Linked DNA regions of Mus musculus: region 2 is linked to region 1. Evidence: chromatin contacts called from public promoter capture Hi-C data. All regions are on one chromosome and are shown on one strand. Each heading gives the region's core, a stretch centred on a gene start, on an enhancer-like site or on the middle of the called end of the contact. The rest is flanking DNA. Distances are from core to core; before and after follow the strand shown.

Evidence for each region. Promoter capture Hi-C pulls out the DNA fragments that hold promoters and counts their contacts.
Region 2: a promoter capture Hi-C map of embryonic stem cells shows a contact between it and region 1. The contact joins two enhancer-like sites. A contact is called at or near these places in 5 of 39 promoter capture datasets (cranial neural crest, embryonic stem cells, liver and 2 more), 13 of 484 Hi-C or Micro-C datasets (LSK cells, the N1E-115 cell line, cerebral cortex and 9 more) and 4 of 115 datasets of contacts at active chromatin or transcription factors (bone marrow-derived dendritic cells, pancreatic cancer cells, stem cell-derived neural progenitor cells and 1 more).

Annotation. Positions count from the first base shown.
Region 1 is chr6:128,009,289-128,012,411 of GRCm38.p6, forward strand. All of the region lies in intron 1 of Tspan9 (tetraspanin 9), which reads right to left. Among named protein-coding and RNA genes, the nearest start is that of Tspan9, 24 kb to the right of the region's middle. Within about 2 kb of position 1,378, at least 70 of the 459 cell types and tissues checked have an H3K27ac peak or open chromatin away from gene starts, as enhancers often do. A contact at or near this core is called in the N1E-115 cell line, where this site is marked.
Region 2 is chr6:128,090,374-128,093,585 of GRCm38.p6, forward strand. It overlaps a transcript of Tspan9 not described here. Among named protein-coding and RNA genes, the nearest start is that of Gm52879, 9.6 kb to the right of the region's middle. Within about 2 kb of position 1,303, at least 59 of the 459 cell types and tissues checked have an H3K27ac peak or open chromatin away from gene starts, as enhancers often do. A contact at or near this core is called in the N1E-115 cell line, where this site is marked.

The DNA.
Region 1 (3,123 bases), core at 128-2,627:
TGAGATGCCCACAACCTGTGCTTAGCTTCTCGTGTAGCCAAGCCATGACCAAACAGGCATGCAGAGTAACAGGTATGGAGGAGTTCCAAAAGGCAGAAGATCGCTGCTCTGTCCTTGCCTCCAGCTCGGGGACCAAGCCCTGGCTGTTCCTCAGACACAAGAGGCAGATTCACCCAGCTCAGGGTAGCTGGCCTCACAGTGGTAGGCCTGGAGATGGCTCTGTCATAGCAATGAGTGGGGTAACACCTGTGACCAGAGGTACCTACTAGGTGAGCTGAGGCCGCCAGAGGTTTCACTTGTATCCATGCGGGATCCCTACAGGCCTGCTTGCTGCCTAACTTCCTCTAGCCCTGAGTTCACCTGACAGGAACATATCTCAGAGTTCTACCTCTGAGAGCCTCACCAAGCACCTCAGCCCAGCTCCTCTGGACCCAGGCCCTGTTGCTGTACAAGCAGGGCCTGGGGAAAGCTACCAGCCAGGAGAACCCAGATCATGCAGCCAGAGGAGGGGAGAGGAAGCCTGGCCATCAAAGGGGAAAAAAAGCAAAGGGTATCCAGGAGATACCCTTTGCTGCAGAAAGCTAACTGAGAAGCCAAAACATGAGCAGAAGCACCTATGGGTGTTCTCCCTGATCCCCAGGGTCCCAAGTTCAAGGCCAGGAGAAGGCTGCCCCACAAATGAAGCAGTTCAGAGCCGGGCTCAAGGGCTAAAGCAGTCAGGAAGTTCAAGGTGATTCCCCAGCCTCACCACTCACTAATCCCTGTGCCCACAGCACTTGAGGGTGTTATATAGGATAGGCTATGTGATGGATCACAGTAATTCCTCAATAAATATTTGCGTCTTTGCCATGTTCTTAAGGGATCAAATGGGACTTGGAGATGAAGGTGTTTTCTAAACCAGGAAGTACCCCAGGGTTGCTGGTGGCTCCAAAGGGAACCTGGAGGAACTCCCCCTCCCCTCTTCCCCAGCCTTCCAAGGGTATCTGGCCCCAGCTGCAAACAATCACCCTGTCCCTTGCCCTGCACAGGTCAGCTATGGCCCAGCTACAACAAGGGATGAGGGAGGGCGGAGAGGCCTGAAGGCAGGCAAAAGCTGTGCGCACACCAGCCTGGTTCTGCACAAGGGTCCCCCTGGTCCCTAGCACTGCCAAGGACATTAACTGCCTGTTCTCCCAGGCACTCTATGCAAATAGCATCCTAATCTGGCAGTTACCTGCTCACAAGGCTCTGTCCCTTCACACGTAAGACTTCAGAGTTGCTGAAGCCTGTGTACACAAATCATACAGGTCCAGGCTCCAGATGGCCTATCCCAGGCTCTGAGAGGCAGCCCTCCTCAGGCGGCCCAGGCAGCTCCCCAATTCTAGCAGGATTCAGTTCAGACTGTGCACTGCCTTGGGGGACACATTCAGCCGGGGACACGTGTGTGGCAGATGACTTGTAAAGCTGTTCTGTGGCTCGGAGTCTCCCTGTGTTAGTGGAAACTGCTGTTGGCTTCAGCTCCTGCATTTAATTTTTCAGTACTAAACAATCACTCAGATTGGCCCACTGTGGTGCTTACTACCCGAGTACAGAGGCCCCAGTACAGCGCACCACAGTCTGCAGCAGGGTGCGGAGAGAACTCTGCCCCGGCTTCCAGCAGAGAGGCATCTGTGCACCTAAAGTGAGAGTTCAGCCTGGTGGTACTGAGCTAAGGACTGGCCCTGGTCACAGACTCTTACCAGACAGTCTTATCTATTTAGACAGAAAAAAAAAATCTCTCCTCTGTCTCTTAGCCTTGGGACGACTGCTGGTCCCTGTCTTTGAGCTCTTAGCTCCCAAGGACAGGGAGTAGGAGAAAGGGAGGGGAGGGACAGGAGAGGAGAGCAGCGAGGGCCCGCTTGGCGGTTCTTCTGAGCTCCGGAACAAGCAGGAATGAGTCAGTCACACACATGGGATGTGTTCATCCTCTTCCCTTGAGGATGCGGCCAAGGGCCAACATCCCACAGGACGAGCCTCACTTGGCAGCCACCCGAAAACTACCCCCACCCAGACCACCACATGCACACATGCACGCGCGCACGCGCACACACACACACACACACACACACACACACACACACACTGCTCCACTCAGAGCCACCGCCTCCCTAGGTCCCTAATCTCTCTGAGCTCATCACTAAGGGAGGCTCAGAATCCTGATGGACCAGGATCCTCCTATGTGCACACATAGGACAGGGAATCCTCCCACCCTCTCGGCTGCCATCCCCTTAGCAGCCAACCTTCCTGTGGGCCTGGAAGATGCTAAGATGCTGATGGGGAGGGGGGCAGAGAAAACACATCCCTGGCCTTAAGCCTTCACCCCCACCTCTCTGTTGGATTAAAAGCATCACAGAGGTCCCAGCTCGAGACTGCACATCCTCCTGTGGGCTCCTCTGTTCCTTTCCAGTACAGCTGTAGCCTACCACGTAAGGGTGACAGGAGTTCTCTGGCACAGGGGCGATGACCCTCTGAGTACTTCTGTACCCAGCATGGAACTTGGCACAAAGGCAGCGAAGAAACTGGTGAATTAATCAAGTGATGAACAATGAAGTTTTGACTGCCGCAGAGATGAGCATCTACCTCGGAACCTCGGTAGTGGCTCTGCTCCGCTCCTCCAGCACCCCGCACCCCAGGATGGGCTGGTGTGTAGAAGGCAGACCTGCTTCCTCAGGCAGGAAACACACCACTGAAGCGAAGCTGACGGAACTGGGAAGCCTGTCGGAGGCCGGTGCTGACGTCAAAGCGGACCCGACAGCTGTCATTCCCCGAACCCATCACACAGTCATCCTAGCATGGCCATGCCTGTCTGTGTGAGCGTGCTGGCAGCTTCAAGGGGCGTCTGCCTGCAGCTTCCTCGGACTTAGCTTCTGTTCATCCCAGAGTTCTAACTCTGCCTCCCATCTCTCCATCTCCTTCAACCTCTGGATGGACGCTCCCTCCCATGTGAAGATACAGGGACACACTCCATGGCTCCTGCTGGGTTCACCTCTGACCTTCCCCAGGCTGCAAGAGCTCTGGCTACTGTCAGCAGCTGGTGATGACGCTCAGCATAGCACCAGAGCACAGTACTCAGTCTGTGCCCAACAGAAAGCCTCACAGGTCCTC
Region 2 (3,212 bases), core at 53-2,552, 81 kb after region 1:
ATACCCAGCAGAGGGCACTGACATGAAGTCATGCCACCATTGCCCCCATCGTGGACAGTGCTTCCACACGGGGAGGCCACCTAGAATGGGGTCCCAGAGAGAGCAACTACCATGGGTAGGGTCTGGGCAGCAACACTAGCTCGATAGGCCAGTTAGAAGTGCAAGGCACACCACCAAACACTCTCATCCCCTACCAGATGCCTACATAGCATCACTAACCAGCGGAAGGCTCTGGCAGCTGGGGCCACCTGGTATCTCCATAGAACAACTAGGGTCCCATCCCTGGCTATGTTTGGGGTACAGACTAATAGGGTACTTAGAGGTAGTAGGTGGGGGTGGTGACAGATCGTGTCCCCATTTCTGGCATCCTGGGAGAATTTCTCTTTCACCCACTAACCCCGCCACGTGCAAAGCTGATCATTACAGGAAGAATAAAAAATGTCCCAGCCTCCGGATCAATGGCCAGTTCAGCGTTTTATCTTGGAAACGTTGAAAATACCCTTGACCTCTCTGAGACTCCAGTTCACGCCATGGGTCTCAAGAGGACAGCCCAGTCCTTGACACAAAACTGTAGGAAAGACATATGAGCCCTGACGCCAGACAAAAACTGCAGACCCAGAAACAACACTCAGAGCACTGAAGACTGAACCTGAAATGGGGTGTGGCTTGGCATCCTGTGGGACTACCCTGCAGAGATCTAAGGCTACACGTGGCTATGACCAGCTGTGGGATGGGGGACTACACCCAGGGGTTGCTGGGAGTAGATGGGCCATGAAATCGGCAGACTCCGCCCACTTCTGGACTCAAGCTGAGCTTCCAGGGAGTTTGCTAGTGCTGTATGTCCCTGCTGCAGGAAAGCTCTGTCCTTGATCTTACAGCACTGCTCTTCCCAGGCTAGTCCTGCCCTAGGCATGACCCCTCCCTCCATGTCTGGCACCAACCACACAGGCTGCCAAGCTGAGGTGGAGGTGGGCAGTCTCAGTTTCCTCAGAGCCCAGTTCTCTGCTTCTGGGCCCCACACAGCCCTGCAACGCACAGCTAGAGTGTAGTCTACAGCAGGAACACCCTACAAAGGGTGTTTGGCCACAGGTAGGGTGCTGAAAGGCCACCTCCAAGCCTGTGACAGTGTCCTGAGACAGCCACTTCTCAAAAGTAGACTGATGCGGCTTCATCTCACTCAGCCTTGCCTCAGAACCATCTAAGAACCTGTGACAAATGTGATTTGAGACTGAGGCAGAGGGCCACATGGCCAGGAAAGCTAGACTGAGTAAAACAACCTGCTGGAAAAAACCAACAGGTTTCCTGCTGCCATCTAGTGGCCAGCACATGGAAGAGCAGGCACCACAACAAGGCCACCAAGAAGTCTCAGGGGCTATATCCCCCTCCCCAACAAGTCCAGACTGAGACTAGGTGACCACAAGTAGAACCCACACAGGAGTCGTGAGTGCCAGATAAAAAAAAAAGTGCAACACCCTCACAAAACAGAAGACCTGCCAGATGTCCATCCAAGGGCTTAGGAGAAAGGGCAGAAAGGCTGGAATGGCGATTGGCCTGAATCGGCAGGCAGCAAAGCATGATGTCAGTCCTGACCATGCCTACTGTCCTGGGTGGCCTTTCCTCCTCTCCTCCTCTGGTTCCTTTCAGCTGTTCTTCCTGTCACTTGCCACAGCCAGGGGCCCCCAGGCTGCGCACTTGTCTTCATGCAGCCCCTCCTTCCCCCATCTGTGCCAGCATCACTGTCTCTTCCATGTCACACACCACCTCCCTCATCCTTCCGCCCTGGGCACCAGTCACTGGCTCACCCATCCATCTTCTCTACTTCTTCGTGTTCACTAGCGGTCGCCCTCCTGTTAGGCAGCTGGCCTCATAGTTCGGCCTACACCTCAGAGACCCTACTTCCAACCTTGGAAGACTGAGGACTCAAAAGAGCTCTAGCTGCTACTGTCCCAAGGCCTCCTTCCTTCTTGTCTTATAGAAGGCCATCTAGCTTCCAGTTTGCTTGTGGGCCTTGAAACCTGAGCGACTGTCAACTCTAAAGCAGCTATCCTGAGAGAAACAGTGGGCCCTCCGGAACCCTGGGCTGTATTGCCCATCCAAGAGGCAAGACAGACATAGTGTGATCTGAGCGCATGCTTCGGTTCACCCCTGATGTCTGTCAAATGCCTGGTAAGTTCCTTCCTCCCGAAAACCTTAACATGCCCCCATTGGTACAACAAAGGATCATTACATGGGTCCTTCTGAGGCCAAAATATCTACAAGATTAACCTACACTAAGATGTCAGTAACTGGTAACTTGGTAACTGGGAAGACAGTGTCGGTCTATCACCCATCCACGCCGCAGAAGCAGCACGCTGGACATGTAAGTGAGGGTGAGGCTATTTTTAACACTGTGACTTGTTTAGCTCTGGGTTAGCCACAGCATGGGGGATGGAGACTCAAGGTCAATACTGGCTCGCACAAAAAGGAAAGCACTTGCCTGGAGCTTGACCTCCAACAAGGTCAGGGTGGCCAACCTCATGTGACACCTTTTGGGAGTAGCTCCAAGGATCACCTCTCACAATGGCAGAGTTAATGCCATTGGTAGCTGAGGAAACTACAACCCAGGACAGTTCTATACTGCAGAGCCAGTGAACTGACCAGGGTGGCTGGCCAGTGGCACTCTTCTATCATGATAGATACTCAGCAGGTAGCCTTCAGTTCTGCCTCCTCTCCTCTCCCCTCCTCTCCAGCAAGTTATTCTCACGAAGCTACCCCCCAACCACATACTCTCAAGTGGCCTTTTTGGCACTGAGATGAGAGATGAAGATCCCCAATCCATACCAAGTTTCCCGTGTGACCTCCCACAGAAGGGCGCTATGATTGGAGACTACACGGGGAATGGAGGCTCTCCAATCTGGCCCGGGTGCTAGCAAATCTTTCACAGCAGGGAATTTTTCCTGTAACAGCCACGTGGCTTTTTAAGTAAATTGAGTACCGGGTGTCACTGCCTCAACCCTACCCTGGTGGAAGGGGCCTGTTGAGGCAGCTAGGTCTGAAGAAGGGGGGTGGGGACAGGCCTCAGAGGAAGAGAGCATGGTGGGTAGAGTCTCTGTCATCGGCAGATGGTGAAGGGGCTTCGGAATAAACCCTCAGAGCCCCAAAATACCTCTTCCATCTGCGTACTCCTGCCAAGAATTCCTCCATGGGGAGGGGGTCAGCTTTGATTCTATGGT